Regions from separate parts of the Gossypium raimondii genome. Here region 2 is linked to region 1. The links are chromatin contacts, called in public Hi-C maps. All regions are on one chromosome and are shown on one strand. Each heading gives the region's core, a stretch centred on a gene start, on an enhancer-like site or on the middle of the called end of the contact. The rest is flanking DNA. Distances are from core to core; before and after follow the strand shown. Region 1 holds the start of LOC105791544 (protein ALTERED SEED GERMINATION 2-like). Region 2 has its middle 10 kb from the start of LOC128042973.

Region 1 (7,159 bases), core at 3,022-5,521:
TTTAAAAGATTGCTTTAAATATTTATAATAACTCTTATACTCAATTTTATTCATTGGATAATATAACTATATAATAATTTTTTGAAGGATTTAAAATAACAATAAATTTAAATAAATAAATTCTCTAATTATATTTACTCAAAAATAAAAATTAAAACTATTGTTAAGTTATATACGTTCTTAAGTAAGTGTTTATAAAAGAATCAGAAATGAATTAAGAAGGCCATACTTATTATTTAGACACTTTGATTTAAATTCAATTAATGATAAGATAATTAATTTAGATTTTTCTTTTCATCCTGATTACAATATTTAAAAAGATAGATAAATACCTAAATTATATATCAACTATGGTTTAACATGCAATTCTATACATGGACTTTGCTTTTGTGTAATTTTATACATGAAATTTTGATTTGATCCCATTCTTGTAAATTATTAACACAATTATTGATATAACATCATTTTATATTTATATACTACATACATAAATAATTATATTTATCCAATATAAAAATAAATTGATGTATTTATTTCTTTAAATGTGTATGATTAAATCAAAATTAAAATTCAAAGTATACATTTGAATCACAATTAGAGTTTCACGTTATAATTGCACCAAATTAAAGTTTATGTATACAATTACACAATAAATCAAAATTCATGTATAATTTTAAGATTTATCCCTTTTATATGACATTTTCTTTTATGACACATTTCATAACTATTTTTGATTTTTTTGCATTACTAATATAATGGTCAAATTTCAATTATGATCCATCTAATTTTTTTGTCCCCTATACAAGACTCAAGAAATTTGGTACTCTCCTTTGAAATAAAAAAACACCTCAGTAGCATCATTTACATTATTTAAAAATAAATAAAAAAGCGAAGAATTCCTAACTCATGCGTGTAGGGAAGATAAAAGTGGTAAAGAGGAAGTCAACCTGGCTTAGGGCCAGTTCTTCATTACTTTTGAAAAGTGCTGTAGAAAAGTGCTTTTAAGAAGTGCTTTTGAGAAGTGCTTTTAAAAAATTTGAGTGTTTGTTATTGCTGTCAAAAAGTGCTTTTGAGAAATAAAATGTCCATTTTAGACATGAGTTTATAAAGTAACAAATATGTATTTAAATAATGTTCAAATTAGTTAATATTATGATATTTTAGCAAAAATATAAAAAATAATTTATTATAACTTATTGTTAATATTTTAATATATAATATTAATTTTAAATATTTCTAAGTAATTAATATTAATTATTTATTAAATTTAATTAGAATTATAAACTATATTTAAATATTTAAATATAATAATTAAATATTTGTAATTAGATATTGACATAATTGTATTATTCCGGAATTATTTTTAATTTTTAATTAATGTTTTTAACACATTTGTATAATTTTATTTTAAAATGTATTAAAGCAGTGTTACTAATGGGGATGTCAATTGATAACAATCAGCAGTTCACAACTGACTCCTATCCACACTTTTAACTTTAAACATCCAACAAAACTTTTTTTTCAATGTGCAGAGTAATAAAGTAAAAGATTCCAGTAAGAGCAAACTAGTCAATAGTGACCTAATGAAGATGAGAAGCTCACTCACTTACCAATAATGAATAGAAAAGGAAAACAAGCAGAGAATTATTATCATTTGCTAATTGAATAGTTACATCATTCAGGACTATCTATTCATAAGTCCACACTATACAAAATAAAACTTGGTCCTGATGAGAAGAAATCATAAAATTTACCAGAGATATTTCTAAGAAAGAAGTCAACAAGAGTAAGAACTAACAAAGAATTTCAAAACTAACACGGTCAGAGAGATGCATTGGGCAAAAATAATTAACACTAGTAGGTGGTAACATTCTTTTCTGGCAAGAGGTCAATGGTGGCAACATCCTTCTATAATATAGTCGAGCAAATGCATCACTTCAAACATTCAAATACAAGATTAGCAGAGAACAAAAAAAGCAAATAATAAATAATAAAGGAAGGAAAGATCAGCTACATACTTCCCACCAACAATGAGTAAATGAGGTCTAGTAGAACTGATATCACATGATTTCAAGGCCAGAGTAAGTCTAGGACGATCAGCTAGTGACCTCTTTGCCCCATAACGTAAGTCAAACTGCCAAGAAAAGAAGGAAAATTTAAATGATTTACAATTCTATAAAGATACAGACATTTAAAGAGGAACTCAGAAAATGGATGTTATCTATTTGTTAATCTGACTTGCTATGACAATTGTACAGTGTCAAACACCAATATTCCACTTTTTTTGGTGCCAAAGGGAGTAAACAATGATTGCAATCCCAAGAAAATTCATGATGAGATTCACTATTTTCGTGGAGTAGTGCAAGCAACACCTGTTGCACCTTGTCATGGCAGTGGTGATTGGAGATGAATAAGCTTAACTTATGGAAACTGTTGTGGATTTGCATTTAAATGTGAGACAAAAATGATTCAGAATATGGTGGTGACCGCCATTTGGGTGGTTTTAGGCAAAGCTGAGCATAGAGGTAAAGAGCATGTGTTTAATGGGGCCTAAAAAAGCATTAATACAGAATGTTGAAAGTTAGATGGTTCTGAGTTGGTAGTGTTATAATGATTGTACACATAATGGGATTTGATCATTGAAGATAAGGAGGAAAGTATAACTGCCATTCAAACTTACTTTGAAGAAAGTTGCCTCTCTGTCTCACCCAATTTGGAATTTCCCATTCTGTTATTTTTTTTCTTAAGTTACCTAACACTTATCCAATTCGGAAGATATTTGAGACACAACAAGAAACTTATGAGAACACTGAGAAGATCTCTCTTGTTAGCTCTTTCATGGCATGTCTATTCTTAGGGGCCTATGCTTGTTTTGATACAATTGATGGTGCAGGGATGAACTTGATGGATATAAAGAAAAGAGCTTGGTCTAAAGTTGCAGTGGAGGTTTGTTTTGCATGCTATTTGATTTTTTGTAGTTTATTTATCAATCTCTGAATCTTTTTCATTGATTTTGCTTATGTAAAGGTTTTATTTTCGATGTTAATCAATGAATAATGGTATTGTTGAACTTTAATTCTATTACAGGCTACAGCTCCAGGTTTGGAGGAAAAGCTTGGAAAGCTAGCTCCTGCACATGTTGTTGCTGGTTCTATTGCATCCTATTTTGCTAGTTCTATTAATGTCTTTTCAGGTATAAGTTCAATAAGAATTGCTTGGTGGTTCAGTGGTCTGGAGACAATCCTAACAGTTTAGCAGTTCCATGACTCTCTTCATATTATTAATTGAATTCTCTCTGTGACTTAAAATTGCTCTAGTTTTCTAATCAACCCCTAATGCATGTTTATAGCAGTCTCCTCTCAATATGTACTTAAAGTCTATAGTTAAATTTAGTATTATTCTCTCCCTCAAATATTCAATCTATCACATAGAAGTGAATAGAGCGTAATATGTATCGGCAACCAAATTGATACACACTCCTGGGGATTTAGCAATCAATAAAGCAATCAGTATTTAATCTATTAAATATTCAAATATTTAGTCTATATTTCTTTTGTTTTCATCAACTAAAAAAGCAGCAGAGGCACAACTAATAGTTAAAGCAGTAAGACAGTAAAGCAAAGCAGTAATCCAGAATTTTCCCTGAAAATTCTAATCGAAAGCAGTAAGCCAGAATTTTCCCTGATTCTAATCGAAAGCAGTAAAGCAAACGAAGTAAAGTAGTAAGGCACAAGCAGTAAAGCAAAAGAAGCAGTAAAGCAAAGCAGTAATCCAGAATTTTCCCTGATTAATTTTCAAAGTAATCAGTCAATTAATTTCTGTAAAATTCCTGTAAAAATCAAACAATCAGAACCTGAGGAAATAATTAAAGAGAAGAAGAAGAAAAAAAACTCACCGGCGGAAGAGGAACAAAGAACCTGAACAAAGAACTTTGAAAGTGAAAATGTGAAAAAATGGGTATAGAGCTCCAAAGAACCAAAGAAAAGAAACTTTTTTGGGGGAGAAGATAGGTTAAAATGGGAAATTATCAGCCAAACAGACTTTTGGCTAAAGAAAAGTTGAAATTTTTAACTTCTTCATCAGCCAAAAAGTACTTTTTAGATGGTGAAAATAGTTCTGAAACGATGGCCATTCTTCTTCGCTGTTAAGAGAAAAGGAATTTTTATTACAAAAGTCCGTTTGAAAAGTAGAGGAGAACGGGGCCTTAGTAACTTTCTCTAAAGTGGAGTGGGAAGACTGCTTTTTGAAAATTTGGACCTCTCCACTACACTACAATTCTTCCTACTCATCTACCTTATATTACTCATTATTAATCCATTCGTACGGGTACACAAATTGTCAATTCCATGAATTTAGTTTATTTTTTTCTTTCTAATTTATGGTATAAATCAACTTAACTCTGAAGTTGATTGAGTTGCTTAATCAACTTATTTAAAATAAATATATTTAACCGACTTATGAATATAATAATATTTAAATATTAAGTCAATGAATTCAATTTTGAAATTTAATGAACGATAACTGATCAACATAATTAAATAAACTAATCCTTCAACCAGTTTAATCAATAAAATCGTTTAAATTGAAATTAACTTAACTGAATCGATCGATCAATTTGATTTCAACTATCGGCTCATATTAATCAATAAATTTTTATATTTTACATATTTTTAATAATTTGTTTTAGTTATTTTATAAACCTATACAAACAACTGGTATAAAAGAAAACAGCTTTAAGCAATTTAATAATAACATAGCATTCATAAAATCTTTCCAAAGTTTTTCACATGCCTATGATACTTACACATATTTTCCAAACAATACTATTCTACAATAATAACAATTTAATAATTTTTTGCTTTTATATTTCTTCAATTAAATAATAAAATTTACATTCTAATAAAATCAACCTAAGATAATAGAATAATCTATTAAATAATATGTTTAGCAATTGGGTAAACTATTCTAGTTAGTCATTCAACTTTTTGGTTATTTAAAATAAATTTTTGTAATTTTGTCACTCAATTTTTAGGGTGATTTCATTTTAGTCACTTAAGCATTAAATCTTTAACGACAGTTAACTGTACATGGCACATCATATTTACACTTTCATTTTGGTCATCCAAAAAAAATTCCTTTTTCTTTAAGTATTGATCAGAGCAAAAAAATATTAAAGCTTGAAGTGAAAAAAAGATAAAAACTAAAAGAATGCATTAAAAAAATGTCAAATTGTACCCTTTTTTTTGTAATTGGGGTTAAGGGTGGGGTTGCTTGGGATTGAAAGATTGAACCCAAGCTCTCATGCCATAACACAAATACTCTAATCACTAGGCTAAGAGATTGTTGGCTCAAATTGTACTTGTTTAGTTGTTTACCACCTCAAAATCAATTAAATAAATTATTGAAAATTTTTATCCCTTGTTAGCCAATTTTTAACTATAATATTGAAATTAATTAATTAATTAATTTAATTTCTTTCTAAAATTTAAATTTTTATTTTACGCTTTCAAATTAAAATCAACTCAAATAACTATCTTTAATAATTGTCTACTAAACTCAAAATTATTTTGATTATATAATATTGAATCTATTGGGCTAAGCTAAAAGAAAAAATTCATACAATTAATTAAATTAATTAATTTTATCTTCTATGCCAAACCAAATACGAAAATTTTTATCACTTCCTTACATAAATGAAGAACAAGCAATTAATGTAATTAATTGTAAGAATTTGTTATTTGCTTTTAGCTTAGCATGAAAAATTTGAGATCATATTTAATATTTGTTTATGAAACTTGAATATTTTTCTACAAAAAACAAGAAATTCAAGTTCTATAGACAAAGTTGATTTAGTTAAAAATAATCTAGAAACATAAAATAAAATTTTAAAATTTAGAAGGATGTTGAATTAATTAATTAACTTAATTAATTTCAATATTATTGTAACCATAAGTTGTCAATTTGACATTATCAAGGGATATAAAATTTAAAAATTTAATTAATTGATTTTGATATTTTGAAATTTAAAATTTTAATATTGAAAAAAAACAAACTTAAAATTTTCAAGAATGGAATAAACAAGTATAATTTGACAAATTTTAATGCATTATTTTAGTTTATGTTTTTGTTTTCACTTTAATTTTTTTACCTCAATGAATGCAACTTAGAAATTGCGTGACTAAAATGAACATGATATCAATACTATTAAAAATTTAATGCTTCAAATGACTAAAATAAAACGTGTTAATATATACTAAGCAATTTTACGGTTAATTTACCCAAATAATATAAAAATATTAAATACTAAAATAGGCTATGAGCAAAATTTATTTACCAAACTAGTATGTTTTTTGGGTGGAGCCTTTCTCATAAGCGCCACCACCTTTTTTTATAATCTTTTTTACTTTAAAAAATATTATTTTATTTTAAAAAAATATTTTTATATATATCGGGTCAAAATACAGTCAACGGGTTGAAATACGGGTTAAAAATACCCGCGCGTGTAACGCCACCTGGATTGGCAGCACCAATCAGGCTTGTCAGATAGGCGGCACTGGTGCCGCGCCTGCCAGGTAGGCAGCATTGGTGTGACTAGTCCCCTCACCCTTGTACGCTGAATGCCCAGCATCCCAGCCTTCCCTTGCCCCCTGCGCAGAACACACTGCCAAGGCAATGTTTAGTCCTTTCAAAAGGGAAATTTTCTTTTGAAATGGGGGACCTTATAAGCATGGTCCCCCAAGATGAAGCACCGGTGTGTGGGGAAGAAAAGAGAGAAAGGAGAAGAAAAAAAAGAAGAAGAAGAAGAAAGAAAGAAAAAAAAAGGTAATGTATTATTTTAGTAAATAATTTTAATTTTGTTTTTAATTTAAAGAGTTTAATTAAGATGCTGTGAATTTTTTTGTTATTAATTATTATTTATAAATTGTTTATGTTTAGTATTTATGGTTTTAGTTTAATATTTTTATTAATGTAATTTTTTGGGTTTTATAATTATTTTAAAATTAATTTGTTAGTAATTTAGGATTATGTTATAAATTATTGTGTTTAGTTTAGTATTTAGTGATTTTTATTAATGTAAAATTATTTTGTTAAATATTTTGTTAGTAATTTATTATAAATTGTTGTGTTTTGTGAGTTTTAGTAATGTAATTTAAAAATA
Region 2 (7,159 bases), core at 1,210-3,709, 200 kb before region 1:
TTGTTTGTGTTAATATATGTAATCAGAGATGGATTTAGTTACGATATATGTAACAAAAGTCGCCTTGGTTCTATGTTAGCATAATTAATGGATGAGATTATTTGGAATACCTTTTGGATATGATAGTAAAATTTTTGAGCTCATAAGGTTATATAATGACATGTAATTATAGAATAATTAGTATATATATGTGGTCCAAGTGGGAGATTGTTGGAAAATATGGACATCACATATATAATAAGAATAATTACATGTTATTATTATTTACTATCATGATAGGTTAGCCCAAATTAAAAGTGATCTAATTTGGTTAATGTTTTATTGGGATTTAATTATTAAATAAAGTATGGGTCAAATATGTGCAGATACTCTAGTAATTGAGTTCTAATCAAATTATAATTAATGATGGGCTAATTAGCAATTAGAACTAATATGACAATGTTATAAATATTAGGGTTATGGTCCCCAAATTATATACAATATATCTTTTCTAATATCTCATCCTTAGGAAAGAGAGAGCAAATATTCTCTGAATTTCTTGTGTGCTAATTTGGAAGATCAAATCCCCAAGATTCGGAAAAACTTCAAGGAATTCATGGATTCAGGTACGCTTCCGCATCTAGTTTTATTCTTGTTTTGTTCTTGATGATTTGACATGATAAGATCCTGATTTATGATTTATTAAGTTTTATATTATATCTTAATTTATGATTCTAACAGAATGGTCATCGGGAAAGCGACTTTTCTTCAACATTGACGGTGTAGTGCAATTGGAGTCAAGAAATGCAGCCTCTATGGGAGTAATCCGTGATGAAAATGGTGATTGGCTCTCTGGGTATAACATATACCTGTGAAAGTGCTAGATTTTTTATGCTGAATTTTGGGGAATTTTGGAAGGACTCAAGCTTAGCCAACGTCTAGGCCATGATAAGATTATAATTCAATCTGAAAACTTGGAGGTTGTTAAAGCAATTCAAAGAAGCATCTCCACCACTTCGAATTCAGTCCTGATTAGACGAATCCATAATTTTTTGTTACAAGAAAATCAGTGGATCTTGCATTACATCCCTAGAGAGTGAAATCAAGTTGTAGATTTTTTAGCCAAACTAGCTTTGGCTAAAAGAGAAGAATTATAGCTCTTTGATCTTCCCCCTACGGCAGTACTAGATTTTCCGGAAACATATAAGATAAAGGGTGTTTTTTCTTTTTAGAATATTTCTATGTAATTAGTTAGGAAATGTTATTTTACCACAAAAAAAATATGAATTTTAAATTTTACAAGTTTTATCATATTTATAATTGGTTAATTCAAATTTGTGTAAATCCCCTCATAATTTTTTTAAGAAATATATGTTAATTTTATTTAATATTTAGTAATTATTGATATACATTCCTTTTTCTATTAATATTGAGATATTGTTGCCTTGGGTCGTTTGAGCAGTGCCTGTTTGGTAGCATCAACATTAGTCCCAACCCAAGAAGACGTTGGTTCATCAGTGTGGGTCAACTATCCAAATGACCCTAAATTTGGGCTTTGTTGCATTGCCCAAAGGGTTCACTAACAAGCTGCGCGCCCACTGAACCACAGACAGACCATAACCACGTTCTACTCCAAACTCTCAAATAAATGTTTGTTCAACTTAACATCTCAAAATCTCTAAGTTGCAATCTTAGCTTGTCTATGTTAGGTTTCTAACATGATAATATGCAAAGGAATCTCTTTGTGATTAACAATTGTTTTTCTAGAAGGGGATAATGGTTAAAGTTAATTAATTTTCTATTTTCAACCTATAGTTTTTATGGTTGTAAATTCTATTTTGATACCATCCGCTTCAATACTAAATTGAAACAACAAATTTTAGGTTTTGTCCCGGTACAAATTATGGTGTACCGTCAATATCAAAATATATTTAGATTTAGATTTAATTTAAATTTAAATTTAAATTTTTTTGTTATTTATTTTGAATTTGTTTAATTATGGATTGTTATATGCATAGTATGAGATGATTTTCTTGTTTAATTTATGAAATAAATTTCATCTTTGTTTGATAATGAATTATATCGTGAAGCTTATTAAATAATATTTTATATTAGTACGAGTATTTTATATTTATAAATATATATTATATACCTATATTAAAATTTTCAAAATCAACAGAACGGTACACTAAAATCAAATCTAATAAAAAAGGGTAACGAACCCACATTTTAATGCCCAAAATATGTGAGTAAATAAATGTTGAGGTTAAAAGAAAAATTAGGCTAGGTGTGAACGCGATTGGGACTTTCATAGAAAAATGGCGGCAGTGGCTATTTTCCAATTATATTTCAATTTAAAAATAATTTAATATTTTGCATTACATTGTTGACCAATATTTTTGCTTAGGGTTTCCTTGCCTATTAAAAATTCTCTCGAATATTAGCTTCTAGTACACATCAACTGGGTCCCACTAACTATATGAATGGACGACATGTCATCTCGTCGGTAACCCATTACCCTTTTGTTTGTTAAGAGGTGATGATAGTAGAGACCGAAGAATCGAAATCTTTTAAAAAATTCTTTTTATTTAATTGTTTTTAATAAATAGGAACAATTAGAATTATCTGAAAATTGAGGGTCTGTTTGATTGAAGGGATTGATTTTCCGGAAAATCATTTCCAACTTTTTCGGCGTTTGATTGGCGGAAAACATTTTTCATTTAGAAAATGAACTCCAAAACAAGGGAAAATGGGTTACATTTTAGAGAAAATGTCTTACCCTTTCAATTTCCGTAAGACATTTTCCTTGCTCTCCTCTCTATCGCCTCCTTCATTCCTTCCTTCATTTCCGATGAAAAATTGCTTCTGTTTATCGATTTTCTAGTAACTTGTTTTTTTAATTATTCAATACTTGTTTTTTAACATAATTACAAATAATTTATTTGATATTAATTTTCAATTTATAACGATTAATATTGTAGCTTAATAATTGAGTATTATTATAAATAAATCATTGCAATATATGTAAAAATAATTTAAAATATAAAAATTTATTAATATATATCAATATATGTAAAAACAATTTTTGAAAAATATTTCCAGAAATCGCAAAGCAATAGAAAATATTTTACAGATTCAATCAAACACTAGAAAATATTTTCCAGTAAATCATTTTACAGAAAAGTAAAACATTTTCCCGAAATCATTTTACGGAAAATATTTTACTGGCAATCAAGCAGACCCTAAGATTGGTGTTAATTAAAGGTGTTATAACAATAAGTTATACAAGGTGATGGTGCACATCGCAATGGTACCGAGAGGCACTAAAGATGAAGGTTAAAAGGTTAATGAAGTATAATTGTAGGGGTGTTTATTCGGTTAACCGACCTGAAATAACATTAACCGAATTAACCGACCTTTCAAAATTTTAACCGTTAACCGAACCAAAATTTTTTCCGTTAATTCGGTCGGTTAACCGAATTAACCGAAAATTATATATTTTTTATTTTTGGTTAAAAATTAACCGAATTAACCGAATTACCCAAATTAACCGAATTGAATCACTACATAATTAAATTATTTTTTGACTTTTAGACTTTAGTTTTAGTTTTAGTTTTAGAATTTTATTTTTATTTATTAAATTATTTGTAATTTTTATGATTGGGTTGGGTTGGGTAATTGGGTTGGGTTGAATACTTGGGTTTGGATTGGGTTAGGTGAATAGTGGCCTATTTATATATTATAATTTTATTTATTAATTTTTTCGGTTAAACCAAAAAAATTCGGTTAACCGACCAGTTTCGAACCGAATTAACCTTTAACCGAAAATTCAAAAAATAATTAACCGACCCCCGACCGATTAACCAAATTCGGTCAGTTAACCGAATTTTTTCGGTTTTACCCGAATTTTGCACACCCCTATATAATTGTAGGGTGTTTGAAATGTCAGTAATTAAGTTATTATATATTGTCTCCTTGCATAGGTGTTGAGAGAAGGTGTTTAAAAAGGGAGGTTAGCTAGGTATAGGTTATAGCCATTGAACATTCTACTTTACAAGTGCAAAGGGTAGAGTAGTAGATTGTTAGGTAGGAGCATTATTAGAGTTGATGTGATGTGACTAAACAGAGCGTCATCAGACTTGAGGAGGTGATAGATTAAGGAGTGCTAGTAGGAACTTTTTCTATATATCCTTTAGGGATTGCACAAGCCCACCTTATGTGAGGTGGCATTTGGCGAGGTGAAGTCAAGATTTGCCAAATTCTATCTTCATACATAAGTTTCAAGGGGTTCACCAATGGGTGATATGGCGGGGGTATAACAATTGCTAAAAAAAGGTAGGTTATAAAGTAATATGGGTTGAGTCAAATCTCTAACGAGTCTCATGGAAGTTCTAGCAAGGCCTGAAGAGATTTCAAAGTGTCATGATTATTTGCTTTGTTCATTGTGCATCGCATTAATTGTTCTAAGACACACAATCCAATTTCAAAGCATCATAATCGAACCATGTTTAATAAAGTTTGATTCCTTCTCTCTACCATGCCATTTTATTTTAAGAGTTCCTGGCGCAATTAATTACGATAATATCTCATTTTGTATGAGGTAACCTAAGAAATCATCTAATAAGTATTCTCCACCTCAATCAAACCGAAGTGTCTTTATGGGTAAACTTAGTTATTTCTCTACTTCCACACGAAACTCTTTGAATTTATCAAGAGTTTCACTCTTGCAGTGCATTAGATACACATACTCATATCTAGATTAATCATATACAAAAGTTACGTAATAATTGTAACCACCTCGCACACTAACATCAATGGGGCTATATACATTAGTGTGTACAAGTTCTAAAGGTTTCACGGCCCTCGTTCCTTTTGTATTAAAAGATTGCTTAGTTATCTTACATTCCAAACAAGATCCACATAGTGGAAGATCAACTTTCTTAAGTTAACTTAGGGTGTCATCTTTCACAAGTCTAATGATTCTTTCTTGGTTAATATGACCAAGCCTCAAATGTCAAAGGAACGCCTCGTTAGAGTGAGAAGTCTTAAGTCTTTTATTTGTCAATTCAGTTTCAAATAGTGTGTACATATTTGGTTTGATATAATAGAGATTGTTTGGCATCCATCTATTACAAATAAGAGTATGATTTCTATAAATTGCAATACTATTATTAAAAGTCATGGTCCAGTCCCTGGTCCAGTTTCAAACAATGTGTACACTTGTCCAGTCTCTGGTCTGCAGTTATAGACTCTTATCTCTAAGATCTTTCATTTTCTTAAACCCTTGTAAAGAAACACACATATGGTTAGTGACTCTAAAATCAATGACCCAGTGGTCTATCGAGTTTTCCACTAAGCAAATTTCTATCATAAAGAGTTTCATACAATTGCCCTTAGTGGCTAGGTAATCCTTTCACTCTTTGCAATTAGCCTTAAAGTACCCTTTCCTGTTGCAAAAGAAACACATAGAATTAGATAAGTCTTTAGGCTTCTTAGTTATTTTCCTTTCCACTTTTTGTAGCCCAATGAACTTAGTGCTTCTCTTAACATGCTTTCCCTTCCCTTTAAAGGAAGAAGAAATCGCTAAGTTTGCTTCTACTTTTTGGATAGGTTGACTTCCATTCAACATTAACTCATAGGACTGTAATTCCTTTATGAGTTGTGTAAGCATATGATTCTTGTTTCCAAGGTTATATGCGGCCTTAAAGCTTGCAAAGTCCTTGGACAAGCTTTTGAAAATCATTTCAATTTGCGTGTTGTAGTCCAAATAAGCTTCATTTTTTGCGACCTCGGCAAAGTAACATGATCTCACGTCAAATGTAGTAGTTGGTTTAAGTCATTTCTGCACTTAATGAGCTTATTTTCTTGGCATTTCTATATTAATTATTATATTTTTAGTATTAGTAGGTTAGGAACTAAAAGTTAATAAAATAAGTATTTTTACTCATTTTCTGCTATTTAAATGACCCGTAAGGCCGATTTAGGCCACGTGAGTGACTAATGAGCTAATTGAGCATGTAGGATGCTAATCTAGGTCCAAGAATATAAGGAAGGTTGATCGGGCTGTGAGGCTAGGAAGCCCAATAAGCCAGCGAAGCTGCCAAAGGCTCGGAACACACTCGACGTCATGATGATGAGCTTCCTTTTATCACAATGACGCGATGAAGACAAGAGTGAATTCACGGTGGCAACATTGTGACGAGGAGCATTCCCACGTTCCGACGACGTGACGATGGCAGGCTAATATATTACTGATTCCTTGGACGACACTTTTGGTATATTTCCATATTTGGACCCTAACTTTTAGCATAATATTTTATTTATTGGTATCTAAGTGAATCTAGGTTTGAGTGGTCACCAAGTAGCCTATTGCTTATATAAGAAACCTTAGGGTCACTGGAATTGGTGTGCAGAATTAGACAGACAGTTTTGCTTTCTTTCCATGTTCATGTGGTTGAAACTTTTCTATTCTGATGTGAAGATAATTGCGAGCAGAGATTGTCCGGGATCGCCCTTCAATATATTTATTCATGAGCGTTCTCCTTTCTCTTCTTTTCTCCTCTTCTTTTATTTATCTTTCGTTAATTTGGCCGATTAATCGTTGTATGAAAAATTGAATAGATTATTATGCTTTATTTATATTTCACATGATTCGATTAAAAAACTAATTTATTTGTTAAGTGATTATTTATCCAAAATTGATTGTTTATTCAAGAGTAATTAGTATACTAGGGAGTGACGCCCTTGATGCCTTTGATAGAATATCAAGACAGGTGAGATTGAAAGGGTATCCTGTCGTGTATAACTTGTGCCAAGCGGTGAGACCGGGAGGGTATCTGTATGCCTAAGAAGAGATCGGAAGGGTGACTTAAGTGGTAATCATTAGTGTAGATGATATTGGACGGGTATTCTTGCTAAGGGTGATAAATAACTCAATCTAGGATAATTAATTATTTAATTAGATAATTAGGGATTTAATTGATCATAGGGTAGAGGCTCGCATTGTCAACACTAGGAATAGGAAAGTCCATTAGGTTAATTTAGGTTAGTTAATTTAATTAGTTTAATTAAAACATTATTTGGATTCGCACTACTAATTCGTAACTCGATTAGATTAGTAATTATTTTCTGTAATTAATTTAATATTAATTTTTTCAATCTGCAATTCCTTGGATACGAT

The links. A called contact is a pair of places that touch in the nucleus more often than the background predicts.
Region 2: a contact with region 1 is called in a Hi-C map of leaf, with 2.6 times the contacts expected there. The contact joins the enhancer-like site here to the promoter of LOC105791544 in region 1. A contact is called at or near these places in 2 of 2 Hi-C or Micro-C datasets (both in leaf).

What each region holds. Positions count from the first base shown.
Region 1 is chr8:43,653,513-43,660,671 of ASM2569854v1, reverse strand. It overlaps LOC105791544 (protein ALTERED SEED GERMINATION 2-like), which reads right to left and starts at 4,271. Exons shown (of 2, transcript XR_008198383.1): 1 at 3,896-4,271; 2 at 1,621-2,134. LOC105791545 (xylulose kinase 2) reads left to right here and starts at 2,693. Exons shown (of 2, transcript XM_012619647.2): 1 at 2,693-2,946; 2 at 3,088-3,534. The coding sequence starts at 2,839. The coding sequence ends at 3,255.
Region 2 is chr8:43,850,776-43,857,934 of ASM2569854v1, reverse strand. No RefSeq gene overlaps it. Among protein-coding and RNA genes, the nearest start is that of LOC128042973, 10 kb to the left of the region's middle. Within about 2 kb of position 2,459, the one cell type or tissue checked has open chromatin away from gene starts, as enhancers often do. A contact at or near this core is called in leaf, where this site is marked.